Linked DNA regions of Gossypium hirsutum: region 1 is linked to region 2. The links are chromatin contacts, called in public Hi-C maps. All regions are on one chromosome and are shown on one strand. Each heading gives the region's core, a stretch centred on a gene start, on an enhancer-like site or on the middle of the called end of the contact. The rest is flanking DNA. Distances are from core to core; before and after follow the strand shown. Region 1 holds the start of LOC107922395 (heterodimeric geranylgeranyl pyrophosphate synthase small subunit, chloroplastic). Region 2 holds the start of LOC107922177 (hippocampus abundant transcript-like protein 1).

Region 1 (2,700 bases), core at 144-2,643, 140 kb before region 2:
CTATATCAATGGAATCTCATAATCTATACATAACGAATTGGTGTGTTATATCCATACAGGTATTAAGAATGAAATTATTATTTAATTATTTAACTAAAGAAGTTAAAAATATTAATTAAAAATTAAAAAAGCTTAAAATAACATGAAATAGAAATGTACTAATGTGAGTGGGAGATGAATTGAACCTGATACTAAAAAATAAAATAACTAACATTTAACTATCCAACCAAACAAACTAATTATATTAAAAAAAAAAGTAAAAAATTGCTACTTAAAGGAAAAACGTGTCTAGTTGGGCGCGCTTTCCTACCAGCTGTACAGAAAGCGCACCCAATTGGATACGCTTTCACACACTCTCTCCAAAAATGACTAATTTCCTTAAATTTTCAAAAAATCAATCTATTTGACCAATAAACATTTTTTGGCATATATAGCTAATTTAACCATCAATTCACTTAACTTACTAAATCAACAAAAGACGCTAACTTATCCAATAAAAAATTAAATCGATTATAATGGAATCCTATTTATGCCGATAATAAACCCCAAAAAATTATAGTATGGGTCAATAAGAGTGAGCAAATCTTGATTCGACTTAAAAATTTTGATTTTTTTTTTCAAAATTCGAGTTAAAAGAATCGAGTTATTCGAGTAAACTTGAATTATTTTTTTGAATTTCAATTTCGAATCGAGTTTAATTTTTGAATTATTTACTTTTCACCTTTTACCCTTAAATAAAAAAATCATTCAAAAAAATCTCTAAATCTAAATAATAATTTTTATTTATATCTCTGTCAAATTTTTTAATTTATATATGCTATTTATATTATTAAATTAAATTTCATATTTTATACTATTTATATTATTGAATTGTTTAATCATATTAAATCTTTATAAATTTATATTAAAATTGAATTATTAATGATGCCATAAAATATTCATGTTAAAATTTTATGTTGGTATCAATTTCACATTTTATCTTTAAGATAACTTTTAATAAAAAAATTACATTTTTTATATTTAATGTATTTTTTAATTTCAAAATATATAGTGACAACAATCAGAAGATAATTGAAACAACTAAACAAGCAAAGATGCTAACTCATATATAAAAAAATTAATAAATAAATCATGAGGAGATGTAATTTAATAACAAATTTGATGACGGTGAGTAACAGTGGTTACAAATATTTAAATTTATTTTTTTTGATTTAACTCGAACAAATATATTCGATTTGAATTCTATCTCACTCGACTTGATTCGATTCGAGAAAATTTTAAATCTAGTTAAAATGATAAAATAATATTTGTCAACTCGATTACTTCAAAAATTTTTTATTCGAATCAACCGAACTCTCACTCTTATAGGTCGAAGATAAAATTGACATGGACATGATCCATTTTCTGGCGAAAGGCCCTTAAAATTGTAACGTGAAGATTATACATATTCGAAGAATGTGACTATCCTTCCAACTTCTGTACTCATTGTGAGTGCCTATTATTTTTTTCTTTTTCTTTGATCATAAACACTATCCTTTTGAGTTGCACTAATAAATGGCTTTAATGGAGGAAATGGCTTCGTATGTCATAGTTGAGACTGACCTAACAAAATAAGTTTAGTTCATATAAAGGGAAAAATTCTACAATCAATTTGTACTGGGAAAAGGAAAAAGAGAGAGAGAGAAAGGATGGTTTTCTCAACGGTGTTAACATCAGTTCCAAATCTCTACCTTACCAGGAAACCCAAGAATATTCACATCCAAATTCGATGCCTATCGTCACCATCTGTATCAATTTCAAGTCAATCAAATTTGACCCAATTCGATTTAAAGGCTTACTGGGCTACCCTTTATGCAGAAATCACTCAAAAGCTTGAAGAAGCAATCCCAGTGAAATACCCAGATCAGATCTATGAAGCTATGAGGTACTCTGTTCTTGCAAAGGGTGCTAAGCGAGCCCCTCCTGTTATGTGTGTGGCTGCCTATGAAATCTTTGGGGATAATCGACTCGCTGCTTTTCCTACTGCTTGTGCTCTTGAAATGGTTGCCTCCTCTTTTCCCATTTATCCAATTTCCTCTCTATTCACATGATTTGATCTGATTCTTCTTTAGTAACCACGCTTAGGTATCTGCTTTAAGGAATATGGTATAAAACTTTGGTTGGATTACTTTATTCTAGTGTTAATTCTATAAATTTTTAAGAATCTTCCCTTTATGAAGCTCTAGTAGCTGCAGCATGTAATATCAAGTATTGGTTACTTTCTTCATAGAGTTTAATTTTTAGAGAATCAAAAACTAGAATTAATGTTGATTATGAGAAAAGGTAACCTTTTCCCGAATGGTTTTTGGATTGTTTTTGAATGATTATATCAATGTTCAAATTAACATAAAATCTCAAATGGAATGAGAATATAACCCTGGTGCAGTATGCTTTTGAATTTGTGGTTCACTGAATTCAATCTTGGTTATAATTGATAAACAAATGGATCAGGATTTTATCATATTTATAACCAGAATCACTGTTTGACATTGAAGTAGGAAGAGTCATCTTTTTTCTGAAGATTGCTGGGATTATATTTGCGCAATATCATTTGCCTAAACTGAGTAAGAAACTTAATTCAGAAATACAAGAAAGACAATTCATTGCTTTGTTAGAACACTCTTGAAGATTCACTGGCCATGGAAGTTTGTTTTAATATGT
Region 2 (2,772 bases), core at 141-2,640:
ACCAAGGGGAATAATGGATAATGTCATAGGCAATGTAAGTAGAGCTTTTCTTCCATACTGATCCGATAGATTCCCAATAATTGGCATCATCAAGGCCGTCCCTAGTCCTATGATCTGCATCAATCTCAATTCAATTACCAACATCAAAATACTCGGAATCAAATCGATTCATGATTTTAGAAAGCTTTCTTTTGATAAAGGAAAATATTTGAACTCAAAAATCAGATATCATAATTAATAAGTCTTTTGCTACTATACCCGTGACTTAATTGAAACAAATTTAGACACAAATTATTGTACACTGTCCAAGTCAAATCCTAAGAAAAATGGGAGTAAGTAGTGGAATTTTATCAAAAAAAAAAAAGTTGAATTGGTACAAGAAGGCGACATGTTAAGACTGAATGACCACCCTTTTGTCTAAATTAGGACGTCGCCTTATTTCTATTACAGATTACGCAACAAAGGGGGGCCATAAAAGCTAATATCTTTTCTTTTTGTTCATCATAAAAGCTAATGTCTTGTCTGCAATATGAACCACATATGTATATCATCAAAAAGAAAAAGAAAAGGCTTCAAATGTCCAAAATGACATTGGAAGGATCTTAAGTATCAACTCCATGAAAACTACTCAAAACTGAAAGTCGGCCAATATGAAAAATAGGTAAGAAATGACAATTCAACCAAAGAAACTTGCTTGGTGTATACTTTTCCACATTTATTATCCGTATCATTAATTAATGGGTAAATTACACCAACAGCCACTCATAATTGAAAGTAGAGTGACTGAATTGAAAGCAGACATCAAAATTGGGTGACTGTTGGTGTAAATTACCCATAATTAATTTACTTAAGCAACTGAGGTGAAACTTTGGTTTAAGAAAAAAAAAACTACAGCTTGAAGAAAAAACATATTAAATCCAAATCAATCTCAGAAGAAAGCTATTTTATGAAATAAACTAAACTGTTGAAAAGAAGAGGAATGATAAGACATAGCAAAGCGACAGATGAAGAAAAAGAAGAAGAAGAAACTACAGCTTGTTGGAAACCAGAGAGGTAAATGGCGAGGGAGCATTCATCAGTGCCGGGGCAAAGGGAGAACATAGTAACATCGATGATGGCCGGAGCCACTATTATAGTTGAAAACCCTGACAGGAATACCGTGACAAAAAGATGGCTCAACGCTGTTAGCTTCTTCTCCATCTCTCTCTTTTTCTCTCTCTCTCCAACTCCTTAGGAAGCAACTGTTGTGTTAAACACTTCTCTCTAAAATAGTTAGCCACTAAGATAGAGGGACCAGCAATCGTACAGCTACCGTAAAATATATGGACCGCATTACCCCTATATTTATTTCTGACATAAGCATTACGTTTTTTTGTTTTGTTAATTTTGTTTCTCAACAATTTAGCAGAAGGCTAACTTCATACTTCTCTTATGTATTTAATGGGTGAAATAAATTAGCATCAAAGTGCAGATATGCTAATTTAATACAAAATTTCTCTGTTATTAGATTTTATAATTTTAATGCATCCATTTTTATTAATTTGTAACATAAAATCATAACAGTCTAAGAAAAGGGCTGAGAGAGGGCTTCGAGGGGGTTGCGTACTCCTTGATGAGAGAAATGTCAATTCTCCTAGTATTTGAGGGATGCGGACATTGGAAGTATAAGAGAGACATAAAATCTCATTGTGAAATTTGATTATTAAAATCTCTCTTTTTCATAGTGGATTCTTAGATTTCTCGAAAGTGAGCAGTGAAGAGAGTTTGTAGATTTTGAGTTCAGAGCCAAGTGTACTTTCCATTGGGGGTCTTGGGAGCTTCGCCAATACATGCACAACATGCCTTCTTGAGCTTTGAAGCACAAGATCAGTCTTGATCATAAACATTCTTTAGTTTACAAGTTTCTCTGATAAATCATGAAACATCTTATGAATAGTTGATATTTTTACTCCCGACAAGAATAAATCCATCATTAAGTTCCATCTTTCATCATCAATTTAATTCCATTTTTTTTTAATTTCTTCAATTAAGTCAAAATCCTTAATGAAAACTGTGCAATACCCGATCTTTTCAAACTGAATTTACTCCAAATGGATTGTTTGGTCTAGGGTTATGCATCATATAATATTAACTAGGGTTTAAAGAATAAACGTTTAACTCTCTCTTCTCTTCTAGTCTTCTTCTTGTTGCCCCTGCCTCTCCCACCTGTAAGTTATTTTCTATTTTTTTTCCCTAACATTTGGCACTTATAAATAATGCCTTTGATTTATAGTTAAAAATATTATATAAAAATAAATAGAAAAAATATAATGTTGTCTCAAATGAATATTTTAATTCTTTTGCATGCAAATGTTCATCTTCCTACCTTTACCTAAAGGGAGAGCATTCTTATGTTCGAGAAATGTTGATTTTTCTAATTAAGAAGCAGAGGTAAGAGTTATCTGAAAAATAAACTTGAAATCGATGTTGATAGAAGATTAAACACAAATCTTTTATTACTTCAACTATAGTTCATTAAGAGTATAGATATAAATATAGGATTTTTTTTTTGGTATTTTTCACATTTATTTTAGGTTCATGTTCGGGGTTTGTAGTTGCCTCTCTTAACAACATCATCTTTAAGGTTCAAATCATGTTCTCTCATTGAAAGTGTAACGTGTCTTATCAATGCACCCAATACTTGTTGGTATAAATATAAGATAATCGAAGATTGTTTTAAATGAGTTATTTAATAGTTTCTGAATTATAATTTTTAGGGTAGACTACATTATA

Evidence for each region. Hi-C and Micro-C count contacts between places; a contact is called where the count stands out from the background.
Region 1: a Hi-C map of leaf shows a contact between it and region 2, with 1.6 times the contacts expected there. The contact joins the promoter of LOC107922395 here to the promoter of LOC107922177 in region 2. A contact is called at or near these places in 3 of 34 Hi-C or Micro-C datasets (hypocotyl and leaf).

Annotation. Positions count from the first base shown.
Region 1 is chrD01:56,210,474-56,213,173 of Gossypium_hirsutum_v2.1, reverse strand. It overlaps LOC107922395 (heterodimeric geranylgeranyl pyrophosphate synthase small subunit, chloroplastic), which reads left to right and starts at 1,393. Exons shown (of 2, transcript XM_016852414.2): 1 at 1,393-2,042. The coding sequence starts at 1,689.
Region 2 is chrD01:56,065,639-56,068,410 of Gossypium_hirsutum_v2.1, reverse strand. It overlaps LOC107922177 (hippocampus abundant transcript-like protein 1), which reads right to left and starts at 1,390. Exons shown (of 14, transcript XM_016852068.2): 1 at 1,033-1,390; 2 at 3-114. The coding sequence starts at 1,200.